5 separate regions of the Mus musculus genome follow, and all the other regions are linked to region 4. Evidence: chromatin contacts called from public HiCAR-type and promoter capture Hi-C data. All regions are on one chromosome and are shown on one strand. The core of a region is the stretch at or near the end of the contact, and the rest is flanking DNA. Distances in the headings are between cores, read along the strand shown.

Region 1 (2,700 bases), core at 192-2,691, 2.2 Mb after region 4:
CTAATAGACTTATTTTTTTAAACATTCTTGTAAGAAAAAGTCAAGCTGGTGAGGTGATGGATATATTAGTGTGATTGAGTCTTCCTACAATGTACATATGGATTGAAAACATATCTTACACACAATTATTAGTGAACTAAAAATAAGACTGGAAGACTGGTTGTGGTGGCAACAGGTGTTTAATCTCAGGTCTAGGGAGGCAGAGGTGAATTGATTTCTGCCTGTTCGAGGCCAGCGTGGTCCACAGTGTAAGTTCCAGACCAGTCAGGAATACACAGTGAGACCCTTCATCAAAATAAAAATGCACTACCCCAAGCTAAACGAGACAACGAAGCCAAGAAAACTGACGACATTGTCAGTTTTATGGAGCCGATGCACCTGTGTACTTCCAAGGCCAAGCTCGGCATTGCAAAGTGAATTGAATGGAAACTTGCTTTTAATCTGGAACAGTGTGAAAAGAACACCAGCAAAAACACCTGTAACAGAGACACTATGATCTGGTTCTAGAAAAGGTAAGTATGAGCTGGAATATAGCTATCGTGAAGACAATATTAGCTTATAAGGCCATATTATCTTACTCTGTGTACAGTGCATGCTATAGATAACAGGCTAAGCAAGGCTTCTCACTGCCTGACTCCAGTTCTTAGCAACAGCTTTCCCCATTTCCACTTATGAAACGAGAGATTGAATAGTCTTTACCACATTGCTCTCTAGCTTGTGAAATATGCCTAATTCGCATAAAATACAGCAAAAAAGGAGTCAATTTTTTATGAACAAATCGGGACTACACATTGAGCTAATATCTTCTCTATGCTAGTTTAATAAAAACATGTTTTTATTATTATATTTAAACATTTATTTATAAAATAGAGCCTAACTCTATAGGGCAGGAAGTATGTAGCTCAAGCTGTCTTTGACATTGAGCAATCCTCTTGCCACAGTCTCTGGAGTGTTGGATTATAGGTGTAAGCCGCGGTGCACAGCCCTTTGGAAACCAATTTCACCTGTTCCCTTTGTAGGATGTAGGAAGGGAAAAACTAGAAAGCCACTGAATCGTGTGTACGGCCGTGCTCCCCGAGATGAACTCCAACATCCTTTTAAAAGGCTTAGGCAGCCAGAGCACGGCGGACACGTAACCCAGGCTCGGGATTTCCTAGTGTTGAGAAAGGATGGGCTGGCTGGCGTGAGCTCCGGGGCGGGGCGGGCAGGACGGCGCAGGCCCCGGGCAGTGTGGCTCGGGGGATACCCCGACCCCGGAAGGACCGCGTCTTTGCGCCGGACGAGCTGCAGGCCAGGTGTACCGGAGGCGGGTGCGTGAGCGGGGCGCGCAGGAAGGCGGCCGCCCGAGGCTCGCGTGGACAGAGGCGCGCGCCGCTGCACGTCCGCAGGGGAGGCGGGAGCGCGGAGGGCGCAGGGCGGAGCGCGGGGCGGGGCCGGCGCAGGCTACTTCAGCGGGCGCGCGGCCTGCGCCGGGGAGCCAAGCACGGCGGCGCGGGTAGAGGGCGGTGGGCGGCGAGCGGCGATGGGCCGCGCCTGGGGCTTGCTCGTTGGACTCCTGGGCGTCGTGTGGCTGCTGCGCTTGGGCCACGGCGAGGAGCGGCGGCCGGAGACAGCGGCACAGCGCTGCTTCTGCCAGGTGAGGCGCGCGGGCGGCCCAGGGGCTGCGCATCTCCGGGCGCCGGCGATCCTGATGCGCGGCCCGCACCGCGTTCCCGATCGCCCCGGGACGGGGCACCCTTCGATGGGCGTGGGCGCCTGGCCAGCTTGTCACACTGCTTCCTTGCATCCTGCCTTGGCTGCTCCGTGTCCACAGGACCGGGGGTTCTGAATGGACCCGGCACCTGGGCACCTCGTGCGAGCGGTGCCGGGGACGTCCCCAGCCTTTCTGTTCCCGATATGGACTCTTGGGGAGACTAGTTGTTCTTTAGGTCTTGTCGTTGTCAAGAGGTTGAATGACCTTGAGGGGCTCTTTGGGTGGCCTGATCTAACTGCCTGGTGTCTTTGCGGCTGTTGTTGTCCTGTGACTTCTCGGCCTGTGTATGGTGCACCTTGCCCCTGAAGCTTATTCTCGTATACTGACACTTCCTTTGCGGAATCCGAGGTAGGCCCTAGCTCTTCTGTATTCAAGTTTGATTATGAGCTGTGATTATTTACTTCTGTAGGAGATGTGGGTTCCGTGAGCAAAACATTCAAAGAATTTTATTTTCTTAGTGTAGCCTGTAAATTTTGTATGAGGCCGTTTAGGCTAGGCGCATTGAAATAACTGTGAATTTCATTTTGCTGTCTTAAGGAAATGCTAACAGCTTGGAAATACCCAGAAGTATCATATTCAGTCGATGTGCTAGTCTCTTAGTGCTTTCTTGTAAAGCCTGGAAGAACTCTCGAATATTAGCGGTTCCCCAGACTTTCTTCTGTTTAAAAGTGTATTAGATCATTTTATTACTGAGATACTTAATATGTAAATTGTATTGTTAAACAGACGTTCACGACCACACCTGGCGCTGGCCAGCACCCTTTCCCCCTCGACTTGTTCATTACTGTTCTTTACGATGTTTAAAATACAGGTTTGTTTTGTGGGTATGTATATTGTACCTGTGAATGTACGCATTGTAGGGGGTGCTTTTAGTCCACAGCTTGCAGGAACCTCTCCCCAACCACCACATGGGACACCGGGATCCACCTCGGGTCCTCAGGCAAATG
Region 2 (2,820 bases), core at 43-2,542, 2.2 Mb after region 4:
TCAGTGGGTAAGAGCACCCGACTGCTCTTCCAAAGGTCCAGAGTTCAAATCCCAGCAACCACATGGTGGCTCACAACCATCTGTAACAAGAACTGACTCCCTCTTCTGGTGTGTCTGAGGACAGCTACAGTGTACTTACATATAATAAATAAATCTTTAAAAAAAACAAATATTTTAATGAGTTCAGAGATGGAAGTGGTATACGTCTTGGTATATTCAAGACATTTCTTCCTCCTCCCCTATCTATCTATCTATCTATCTATCTATCTATCTATCTATCTATCTAGTGACAGCATTTCTCTACATATTCGGGGCTGTATTTGATCTAATTGTGTAGAACTGTCTTGAACTCACAGAGATGCACAAAGCCTCTGGTCTCTAGTGCTGGAATTAAAGGCATGCACCAAGTACTACACACACACACACACACACACACACACACACTCGCTGTGTGTGTGTGTGTGTGAATGTATGTATGTATGTATGTATATCTCCAAATCTCTGCTTCCTCACTTGTCAGATGACACTAAATGACACTTAAGAGAGAGACACTGGAGGTAGGAACCTTCCCAGGACTGAGATTACAGAACAAGCACAGTATTTGCTGTATACTGTAAGATGCTTTCAGGGCCCTGGCCTCTACCCCACTCTTCACTGCCTGGAGAACGTAGCCACTTCTTGCCCAGAGTAAGCTGAAATGTTCCGGGTGTCATAGGAAGCAAAGGGCTGCAGTGGAAAGCTCAAGAGAGCTCAAGGGTGAGTGGTTCCAGCTCAGTTTCTAGAAGACAGAAGCCCAGCCTTGTCTCAGACATTTGACAATCAGGAGATGTAATCACCAGTCCTGTTAATGGACTGCATGCAAGTGAGGGAGGGGGACGATGGGACTGACAGGGTAGGAGCCTTAGGGCTCGGAGAATGAAAGGAACCCACACCGGTCATCGCGGTAGGCTGCTTATACTCCTATGGCTTTATTTTCAGATAAGGTGTGAGAGCGACGGTGGTACTCTCGTGCAGTGAGCGAAAGGCAAGTCTGGAAGGTAAACTGATGACGCAAGCTTTGCCCCTGGTCTTTGCCCCACGCCCCGCCCCGCCCCGCCCCGCCTCGCCTCCGGAGCCCAGGAGTGGTGTGCGTGGCCGTGCCTCCGCGTGCGCAGCGGTGCGTGAGGGCGGGGCAGGGCAGAGGCGTTGGTCCGGCCACGTTTGGCCTGGCGGTTCCGGCTGCGGCGCGTGGGGGCGCACGGGGGGCGGGGCTGGAGCTGCAGCCGGATCCGGATGCGGCGGCGCTTTGACCCGCAGGGAGACTGACGCGCCGGGACTGGAGCGTGGTCCGCTCCAGTGCGGTGAGGCGGCCTGGGGCTGGGACGCGAGGGCTGGCGGGCTTGGGACCGCAGAGGCTGAGACGCCCTGCCCGGGAGCCGGGCGGCAAAGCTTGATGCCCGGCAGTCTGGCCGGGCAGGGTCTTGGAGGGCCTAGGAGTGTCCGTGGCGTGGGAATGGGGGACGGTCCTCACCTTTTCTGCCGCCGTCCCTATGAAAGGGCGCGAACCCTCGGTTCCCTTTTACGGGTGTAGCGGTCAGAGCCGCTGAAGACAAGCACCGGCTCTGAAGAGCCCCAGCTGCGCAGACTGTATGAAACCTGGGGTGGGGGAACCTAGAACTTGAACCTCTAGAAACACCAACTGTGTGGTTTCTATTATGTGTTAGAGCTAATGTTTATGTAAGGCAAGCATAAAATTTGTTCCTGTAAAAAAATAAATGGGGGTTTGTTTGGGATTAATTAATCCAAGAGTAGGTCTCAGGAAATGGATTCATTAAGGTAGGAATTGTATGATTCAAACAGATTCCATGATGCAAAGATTGTCATCTGTTGACTTTCCTGCAGTAATGCTCTATGGGAAAATGAGAGGATCCTCATTCCAGGCCACTCATTTGTTGATGAGTGTTAACTAACCTTAGGGCTAGTCTTGGAAACTCGGTGCTCCCAACTGTGCAACTAGACTTGGGGCTAATCAGATCGTGTAGATTAAGTACACTAACGGGAAAGACTTCTTGCTTCATGAAATACTACCTTTCATGAAGATACTCGGAGCTGTCTACTTATCTGTCTGTCTACCTGTAACCTATCACAGCGAGTTTGATTTGGCTGCAGATCATGTTTAGAAATGTGTGAATCCTGGTCTTCAATCTTCCTACTTGTTGCTCCGCTGTTTTTCAGGAAGCAGCCGCTCCCCATCTATATCCAGACTCATTCAGAGGCTGGGAAACCAAACTTGAAGTTGGGTGTATGTCTTTTGTCTTCTCACTTGTGGCCATGTGGCAATCTTTTTTTCTACATGACTTTCTGAAATGTGATTTCTAGATAATACCTTACGTCATTCATTATTCATTGACTAGAGGTTCACTGGACTAGGGCTTAGGCAATACTCAAGCATTGTAAACAAATGCTAATTTAGAAGTTAAACCCTACTGGGTAGAGGGGGAGGGGCTTTTAGTTAGAGTTTACAACCAAACTTAGAGAGGAAGTTAGGTGGTGACCTTTAAGTGCTACAGAATGAAGGCTTCTTGTAGTTTTGTTTTGATAAAACAGCCTGTGTAGCAGGGGCTAGCCTTGAACTTGGGTGGGGGGGGGAGTAGTAGAGAGGGGTACCTTAGAACCAGCTTTTTAAAAAAATCTCCATGTTTAATCAACTCCAATAATTAGTTTTAAAGTGTGTGTGTGTTTGAGATAGGTGTGACTGGGTAGCCTGCTGTCCTTGAGTCCCACACAGTCCATGCTTCAGCCTCCCTAGCACTGAATCCAGGTCTTTGCCACCTCACCTGA
Region 3 (2,752 bases), core at 22-2,521, 2.2 Mb after region 4:
CTATAGAACCAAGGCTACAGTGACCCCTCCTTTCTCCTTCCACCTCCCAAGTAGAGGGGTTACAAGTGTGCCAGCCAAGAGTAGTCCCAAATACCTTTAAAACACTGAGAGATTAAGGGGTGTACACCTTCAATCCCAGCATTTGGGGTACAGAAGCAGGTGGATCTCTTTGGGTTTCAGGCCAGCCTCGTCTAGTGAGTTCCAGGACAGCCAGGACTTATATCAAACACACAAGCAAAACTCTAGAATCCTTTTTTGATCCTATTAAGTGTCACAGGTAAGAATCCTTGTCACTAATTTTAGCCTCTGGCAAACTCTAACTTAACAGTTTCTGGTACCATAAAATATTTGCAACAGATGTTAGGTAAAGAAAAAAATCAAGGTGGGGTGAAAAGAACCCTTAAATCATAAATTGGGAGAATTTTGCTCTCGATAGTACAGGCAAGATTTGTTACTAAAAATTTTCAAATTCAAAGAAGCTTAGCTTTTCTACTCCCCCCCCCCCCCCGCCCCACGCTAGTCATCGTTTTTTGTGGGTTTTTTGGTAGTGGTGGTGGTTGGTTTTTGACTTGAGTACTATTAGAGGGGTGCAATTCCAGAGTTCACGCCTCCGATCTATTCCACACGTGGGGCTGGCTATGTGTCCCGCATGTGAATCTAACATCAAGCTCAGATTAAAAACAACTCCACAGCGTGTTGCTCTGGTAAGGAAGAGTCTGTGTTCACGAAAAGCCTCAACGCCGAGGCGAGTGGTCAAGAGTACTCTCCGGGTTGGCTCCTCCGATAGGGTCCCGCGGGAGGAGGACCTCACTGACGCCCCTTCACGCCCAAGGGGAAAGGGAAGAGTCTGGGACAGTTGGGCCAGAGGCGCTGCTTGGCCGGAGACCCGGGGGCTGCCCGCGGCAGGGCGGGCCGCCGGGCACTCACCTCGGCGTCGTCTTTGCACTGCGGGAGCGAGGGGAACTCCAGTTTCACGTCCTCCATGGTCCCAGGGCCCCGGTGGGTGGGCGCGGTGCGCCCGGCCGCCCTCCGGGCTGGCAGAGGCGACAAGGGAAGGAGGGCGGGCGGGCGGGCGAGCGGTGGGGGGGCTGACGCGCGGCAGGCTCACAGCAAGCACTCGCGGACCACAGGATCCAAGCGGCTGCGACAGGAAGGCGGAGGGCAGGGCGGTGCGCTGCCGGCCGCCATGCTGCGGCCGTGTCCCTCCCGCAGGTCTCCGCGCCCCTCAGAGAGCCGGGATCCGACCCAGGCACGAGCCCATAACCGTCTCCTCCCGCCCCAGCCCACGCGGCCCAGCCAATCCCAGCCCACGCTCGCCGACGGCCCGCCCCCGCCGCCAGGTGTCAGCGCGCCTCCGCCCCGCCCGTCCGCGAGCGCGCAGACGCGGGGGGAGGAGCTTCCCGCAGGGCGGAGCTGCGGCCGTAGGGGAGGAGCGGTCGGGGCCAAGGCCTTCCCAAATGGGATGGGAGTCCGTCCCTTCAAAGTGTCCTCCACACTCAGAGGAATGCTGCTCGATCCAATCCGTGGGGGAAGTCATAACCAAACAGGAAGAGTTCAGCTTAAATTCATGTTAGACTACGAAAAAAACAAAAACAAAAAACCCCGAGATACCCATCATCTTTAAACAAAGTAGAAAGTGGCCTCTTAGGTATACTCCGGAGTGTTAACAACTCAAATTATCCAGAAAATTTCAAGAAAATGATTCTTAAAAAAAGTCATCAGAAATGTAAATGATAGTTTACTTACTAAATTGTATTCGGTACTCTTTAAGATTTCTCCGAGCCTATTTTTCAACATAAAAGATGATTGTGTGAGGAGCTGGCGTTAGAGTTAATAATTTTTGAAGAATATACCTTCTTCAGGGTCTCGCTATGTACACCAGGCTGGTCCTCAAATTTACAAGAGTTCTGAGATGAAATGATTAAAGGCCTGGTTTGAACTTCTGAACCACCTTTGGTCTCACTGAAGGAATCACTGAAGGCTGCAAAGTGTGTAACTAAGACTATCACTACTTTTCACTGTATTTTAACACTACTTCCTAGAGACCTCAGGACTGTCATTATCAAAAAAAAAAAAAAAAAAAATCCTTTAAAGTGGAAGGACCGCGTGTTTAACTTGGATTTCCTCTTAACTCTTTTCATGTTGTCATATATGTAATGCATGTTCAATATACAGGATAGCTGTTCAAAAATTAGGTGGCTAATTAGATGGTCTATGCTCTCTAGTGTTACATAAACTATTATCCAGCTTTAAGAATTACAAAAGGCACAGAATACCCTGCTAGTAATTTTTAATTAAAAAATAATCCAATGGCAAGTATTGTGGTAAATGCCTTTAATTCCACCACTCAGGAGAGGCAAGAAAATGTCTGTGAGTTGAGACTGGCCTAACCCACACAGTAAGTGTCCCAGGCCAGCCAGGGGTACATAGTGAGACCTTGTCTCAAAAAGAAAGGGGAAGCTGGGCAGTGGTGGCATACCCTTTTAATTCCAGCACTTGGGAGGCAGAGGCAGGCAGATTTCTGAGTTCGAGGCCAGCCTGGTCTACAGAGTGAGTTCCAGGACAGCCAGGGCTACACAGAGAAACCCTGTCTCGAAAAACCAAAGAGAGAGAGAGAGAGAGAGAGAGAGAGAGAGAAAGGGAGGGAGGGAGGGAGGGAGGGAGGGAGGGAGAGAGAGAGAGAGAGAGAGAGAGAGAGAGAGAGAGAGAGAGAGAAAAGAAGAATTACATACCTAGCTGGATCATTTATGGT
Region 4 (2,700 bases), core at 184-2,683:
CTTTCTGAAGAATCTTTTTTTTTTGAAAAAAAAAAAAAAAACCACCCAAATCTTTATTGTATAGAATATATATAAAATCCTCCAAGATGCTACTCTCTCATTTCCCCATCTTCCTCTTCTTCTTCAATGCCTCTGATGTAGAGGACATTATTACACCTTTTTAGAACTTCACCTAGATGTTCAGACAGCTCCCCATCTATGTACTCTTCTGTATTTGCAAGCTGCATGTTCATGTAGCCATCCATGGAGACCAGGTACTCCATGCCCCACTTAAGTTTCACCATCACTGGCTTTCCTGTCAGTCCATTGAGAGAAGTCTTGGGATTGAGGGGTAAACTCATCGCGACCACTGGCGAGCGCTGCACCCCACTAGCTGTCGACCCCGCCGCTGCCCGCCCCTCGTGACGGTGACCGGAGCGGCTGCTGCTACACGCAAGCGACCCGCGCTAAGAGAAAATCCTTTCTGAAGAATCTTAGGAGGAAATCCTAACTATCGAGTTCAAATTCTCTTAGAACATGACCCAGAGGAGAGGGAAGGACAGAAGCCAATAGAACTCAGTTTTCTGGCTGTGCTTACAGCTAGATTTCTGTGATTACACGCTTGAAATCTGTTAGCTCACGAGGCTGCCACAGGAGGACTGGAACTCGAGGGAAATGGAGGCTACGTAGAAGCACTATCCATTAAAAGCTGATTTCAAAAACATTTATCGCCGGGCGTGCGCCCAGCACTTGGGAGGCAGAGGCAGGCAGATTTCTGAGTTCGAGGTCAGCCTGGTCTACAGAGTGAGTTCCAGGACAGCCAGGGCTATCCTGTCTCAAAAAAAAAAAAAAAAAAGAAAAGAAAAGAAAAAAACCCCACATTTATCTTTGATTTACATCTTCAGTTTGTTTGTTTGTTTGTTTGTTTGTTTTTACTGATGTCGGGAGTGTTAGCCTGCTATGGGAGGTTTTTGCTCAACCCTCTCTGGTTATGGAGGTATAGCAAGTATATCCCCAACCAAGACAAAGTCGGGCAGAGGCGTTAAAAGATTTTCTTCAAATTCCACAGCTTTTAAGAAGGAAGGTGAGTCAAACTTCAGTTAGTTTGAGATCCAACTCTCTCCCAACCTTGCTCCTTGCAGTTTTAGCCCAAAACCTAAAAGTAACCTTAATGAATGAAATGAAATCCCTTGTTCTGTTCCCGCACCTTCACTGAGAATGCTTGGGCACTTATTACTGTATTTTGCATAACGTAGAGGCTTCGTTTGGCGCCACTCCAAGGGTTGAACTGCGCAGCCGCCAAGGAGTGTGGGAAGTAGGACAAGAAGATCCCTGGTTCCTAGATTCTCCGCCTCTGAGCTCCAGCCCCAACCTCTGGACCGCCCCCTTTCCCGCCCCGGCCTTCAGGCCCCGCCTCCGAGCCCAGGATGCACCTGGATAAAAACAAAATCCCACGTGACTGGCCCTGAGCTCAGATCATCATGGCGTCTCCCAGTGGGAAGGGATCTTGGACGCCCGAGGCTCCTGGTTTTGGGCCGCGGGCGCTAGCACGGGACCTGGTGGACTCGGTGGACGACGCCGAGGGCCTTTACGTGGCTGTTGAGCGGTGTCCTCTGTGCAACACCACTCGCCGGCGGTTGACTTGCGCCAAGTGCGTCCAGAGCGGTGATTTCGTCTATTTCGACGGCCGCGACCGGGAGAGGTACGGCGGCCGCCACGGCCCTATTGTTTCTGCTTCTCTGATTCCTCTGGCCCAGCCACCAGAGGCTGGAGGCTGGACACCCTAGGCCGGGCCCAGGAGCCCTGCGAGTGTGGAAAAGAGAATGGAGCTGCTTTGCGCTGGCGCTTTGTTGCCAGTGGCAGGGTGGGGGTGGGTGCTAGGTGAACGTAGGTTGCTGTTCCCCACCACCCACCAGAGTTTCTCTAGGGTCCTCTTGGGTACTTGGGGAAAGGAAATACAGTCCTTCTGGAGAAGTCTGTGTAGAGGAGTCTTAGTTCTCCCATTCAGAAGCGTAGTTTTACCTTTTCCCGTCTTCAGACATAAATACATTTTACAGAAGGAATCCGCAGAGAACTAAATTGGTTAGGAGGGCTTGAACCTTGGTTGTCTGTGTCACAGGTGGATACAGCTCTTTGTGAACGAGGACCAGGACTAGGTTACTTCCTTCTGTAATCCCAAAGTTGATTTTGTCACTGGGGATACTGGACTGTGTTTTTGAGTTGCAAGTCCTTAGTTAAAAGAACTGCGTTTAAGGAAATATTTTGTCTTTCTTTTGAATTAAGATATTAGAAAACTGAATGCTTAGCTGAAGAATCTTTTACTCCTAACGTTTGTTTCAACAATAACGAAATAGGTAACTTTTTAGTATGTTTGTTTGAGACAGTGTCTCACTATGTAGCTCTCTCTGGGTGGCCTGGAACTCACTATATAAATAAGACTTGCCTGGAACTCGGAGAGATCCTTCTGCCTCTGCTTCCTGAGCGCTGGGAAAAGTGTGTGTGCTATTATGTCCAGATAAAACAATTTTTTAGTCCTAAATTTGAAGCATTTATTTTTTTACAACAACCCATGCAAGTTATTGCCAGCCGATTACTTGAGGAGACTTGTACGTAGTAAATGCCTTGTTCCAAGGCCCCAAACAGTTAAAACCCAGACATCCTGGATCCATATACGGGTGCATTTAACTGCAAGGCTATGTAACATGTAAATTTTGGGGGTGT
Region 5 (2,769 bases), core at 16-2,515, 2.3 Mb after region 4:
CATTGGTTATTGATCGTTCACCCCGTCGGGGAAGCGATCGATCAGAATTTGTGCAAGGTGTATCGAGCCACAGTTAAGGAGATGCGGGGGGGGGGGGGGATATAAGCTTCTAATAAAAGAAACGCAGCAACAATAGCGGAGGAACAGCTCTGCCTGGTGACGTAATGGCTGGCAGCGGTCCAGCTTCAGCAGAGCTGCCTCTACTTCAGCATCCAACCTCCCTCAACCCGGTCCAGCCTCGACAGAGCTACCGGAGCTGCTACTTCTTACGATGCTTCTCTGTGGTCGCCACCAACGCCTTACGTGGAGGTCTGGGACATTGAACAAAGGGTGTCCCACTGCCTTAAGTTGTCGGGGCACGCATACTCTCTCTCTCACACTTCTCCAACCCCCTCAGGCACCGAGTCCATCAGCGGCTTAAGTTGAGGGAGAGGGAAAGACAGGAGTGTCTCAGTGTCCCCAGACTGCCCTCCGGCCACCTCCCCCAGCCCCGACCCCTTCCGTCTCGGCAGGAGTGGATCCCGGCGGCCCCGCTCCCCCGCTCGCCGGTCCTCCCGCCTTACCTCTGCCAGGTAGAGGTTGAGGAGACAGAGCGTGGAGAACTGTAGGCAGGAGGGGAAGCAGTAGAGCAGCCAGTGCGGGAAGAAGTGCAGGCGAGAGGGTGGCCGCAGCAGGGGCAGAGAGCCGCTGAGGGAGAAGGCGGCCGAGAAGAGCGTGGTCCTGAGCGCTGCCCACGCGAGACACAGGAAGAGGCAGAGGCTCTGGTAACTGAGCCGCCGCTCGCGGTACAGGAGCAGCCGCCACAGCTGCAGGTAGGCAAAGGCGAAGAGCGCGGCGTAGAGCAGCGCGTGCAGCACGCTCAGCGCCAGCTGCACCGAACCGGGAACCGCGGCGCCCGAGGCCGCGACGGCGCCCCCGCCGGACGTCGAGGGTTCGCGGCCGGCCGTGGGGACCGCGGCGGCCGCCGGCCCGGACACTGATACCCTCATGAGGGGACGCGAGCAGCGGGGAGGGAGCGCGGGAAGGAAGCGGCCCGAGCGCCCCCCGGACCTCCCGCCCGCCCCAGCCTGCGGCCCCGGGCAGCGCCGTGACAGGAGTCGCAGCCCCGCGCGATGGCCGCGGCTGCCCTCGGGCCCGCCTCCCCTTCCCCCCGGGGGGCTCGGTTCCTCGGGCCGCGGCTCGGCTCCGCAGCAGCAGCAAACAACTCTCGGCTGGAGACAATCAGCTGAGAAACCCGAGCTTTTGAGGCGCTCGCTCCGCACTGTGAGCTGCCGGCGATTGGCCCGGGCGGGCGCGCCCTCCGGGCGCCTCACTCGGAATACCACAGGCCTCAGAGCCTGTCACTCCAGAAGCCTTTGATCTGATTGGCCTTCTGCTTTCTCCTCTTTTACCCCCGCCCCTCTTCCCACCCACGCTGCTGATTGGCCCAGCAACTGCAAGACTTCCTCGCGCCGGCGGGAGGACTCCAGATTCTGTCACCTGGGGCTGTTCTCGCTCCGCCCCCTGACCGTCCATTGGTTGGAGGATCTCTTACGTAAGGAGCACGAGGAGCAGGCGGAGCCTCGGGGGTTGTTTTTTCGCCCAAGAGACTGATTTTGCGGAGGCAGTGCCGGCCGTGGGCGGTGAGCTTCTCAGGTAGGCGTAGTTGCTTTGGGAGCCGCCGTAGGGACCAGCCCCTGCCCCGCCTTCTGTCACCATCTCTACTCTGATGGCGGGACGTGCTGTCCTCAGAGACCTTTCATCTCTGCACGAGAATCTCAGGCAGGTGGGTAGCAGCGCGGGCCTCAAGACTTTGCCTGCAGGATTGCATGCACATCAGCACTCGGCAAACGTCCCTCCAGCCAGGTTGCTTGCTGATTCAGTTCACCTGTTTCTGGGGGCACCAAACGACGCTGGTTTTGATTTCATTTCCCCCCCTTTTCTTTTTCTGAGCTGGAGGAAACACGGGGCGAGGAAAGCGAATGAAGCAAAGCGCGAGCGGAAACTGTAAGTAATCAACCCTTTCTTCTCTTGGGAAGAGGTCCTGAAGGATGGTGGTCCTGGGAACAGATGAACGTTGAGGCCTTCTCCAAGGGGAAGGTGATTCTTCGAAACTTGCAATTTAGAAAGCTCTCTTGGGCGCAGGGGTGGGCAGGGGAGGGGTGGGGGGAGCGCGGAGCAGTAACAATGTGGTGATTGTCCAGAATGGAAGAGTTTGTGTGAGATTCTGCTTGTGTGTTGGAACAAGTGGTGCTATTCTCATCAGAGACTGAGAGATACAAAATAAGAGGTATATTTCTGCTTTAAATAAGTGAGGAACGGTTGTATGTTGGCCACTACATGAAGGTTTTTTTTTTTGTTTTTTGTTTTTTGTGTTTTTTTTGTATTTGGTATTTGGTAGCAAATCAGTCAAAGTAATGCAAGATGAGGAAGGATCCTGTGTTCTCAGAGTGAGCCTCTCATTGCAGATTCAGTGCTTCTGTAGACAGCATATTTACTGGAGCATCCAATATCCAGCCTTTCCTAAATACTCCCTCCTTAAGGTCTGCTTAAGAAGATGGCTGTTTCTCAGTCCTCCACCACCAAGTACATGTTACAAAGGGGCTTAAGATCTGTTCTGTACTTATTCTGGTCCAGTAGTTTGCCAGACACCAGACAGTATTACCATCCACAAGTGTAATCATGCACACACATGTACAATAATGATAAAATGAAAAGAAAGCCCTAAGTCTGTGTTTATTCAGTGGTAGGCTCATCAGGAAGACTATAATGAGGCAGGAGACTCTCCAG

The links. Promoter capture Hi-C pulls out the DNA fragments that hold promoters and counts their contacts. HiCAR-type assays count read pairs that join an accessible place to other places. Capture Hi-C pulls out chosen DNA fragments and counts their contacts.
Region 1: a contact with region 4 is called in a promoter capture Hi-C map of liver, with 3 times the contacts expected there. The contact joins the promoter of Ero1a here to the promoter of Atg14 in region 4. A contact is called at or near these places in 1 of 39 promoter capture datasets (liver), 1 of 115 datasets of contacts at active chromatin or transcription factors (intestinal villus epithelium) and 1 of 9 other capture datasets (liver).
Region 2: a HiCAR-type map of astrocytes shows a contact between it and region 4, with 4 times the contacts expected there. The contact joins the promoter of Gnpnat1 here to the promoter of Atg14 in region 4. A contact is called at or near these places in 2 of 39 promoter capture datasets (both in liver) and 1 of 115 datasets of contacts at active chromatin or transcription factors (astrocytes).
Region 3: a promoter capture Hi-C map of liver shows a contact between it and region 4, with 5 times the contacts expected there. The contact joins the promoter of Styx here to the promoter of Atg14 in region 4. A contact is called at or near these places in 3 of 39 promoter capture datasets (hippocampal neurons and liver) and 2 of 115 datasets of contacts at active chromatin or transcription factors (astrocytes and large pre-B cells).
Region 5: a HiCAR-type map of astrocytes shows a contact between it and region 4, with 2.8 times the contacts expected there. The contact joins the promoter of Gpr137c here to the promoter of Atg14 in region 4. A contact is called at or near these places in 1 of 39 promoter capture datasets (liver), 1 of 484 Hi-C or Micro-C datasets (muscle stem cells), 1 of 115 datasets of contacts at active chromatin or transcription factors (astrocytes) and 2 of 9 other capture datasets (adipose tissue and pancreatic islet).

The regions. Positions count from the first base shown.
Region 1 is chr14:45,317,313-45,320,012 of GRCm38.p6, reverse strand. Ero1a (endoplasmic reticulum oxidoreductase 1 alpha) reads left to right here and starts at 1,441. Exons shown (of 16, transcript NM_015774.3): 1 at 1,441-1,636. The coding sequence starts at 1,523.
Region 2 is chr14:45,387,268-45,390,087 of GRCm38.p6, reverse strand. Gnpnat1 (glucosamine-phosphate N-acetyltransferase 1) reads left to right here and starts at 1,292. Exons shown (of 6, transcript NM_019425.2): 1 at 1,292-1,340.
Region 3 is chr14:45,349,705-45,352,456 of GRCm38.p6, reverse strand. It overlaps Styx (serine/threonine/tyrosine interaction protein), which reads right to left and starts at 1,271. Exons shown (of 11, transcript NM_019637.3): 1 at 928-1,271. The coding sequence starts at 984.
Region 4 is chr14:47,567,167-47,569,866 of GRCm38.p6, reverse strand. It overlaps Atg14 (autophagy related 14), which reads left to right and starts at 1,433. Exons shown (of 10, transcript NM_172599.4): 1 at 1,433-1,681. The coding sequence starts at 1,461. It also overlaps the pseudogene Gm6616.
Region 5 is chr14:45,218,213-45,220,981 of GRCm38.p6, reverse strand. It overlaps Gpr137c (G protein-coupled receptor 137C), which reads right to left and starts at 1,265. Exons shown (of 7, transcript NM_027518.2): 1 at 564-1,265. The coding sequence starts at 989. It overlaps Txndc16 (thioredoxin domain containing 16), which reads left to right and starts at 1,557. Exons shown (of 21, transcript NM_001310534.1): 1 at 1,557-1,765; 2 at 1,933-1,986.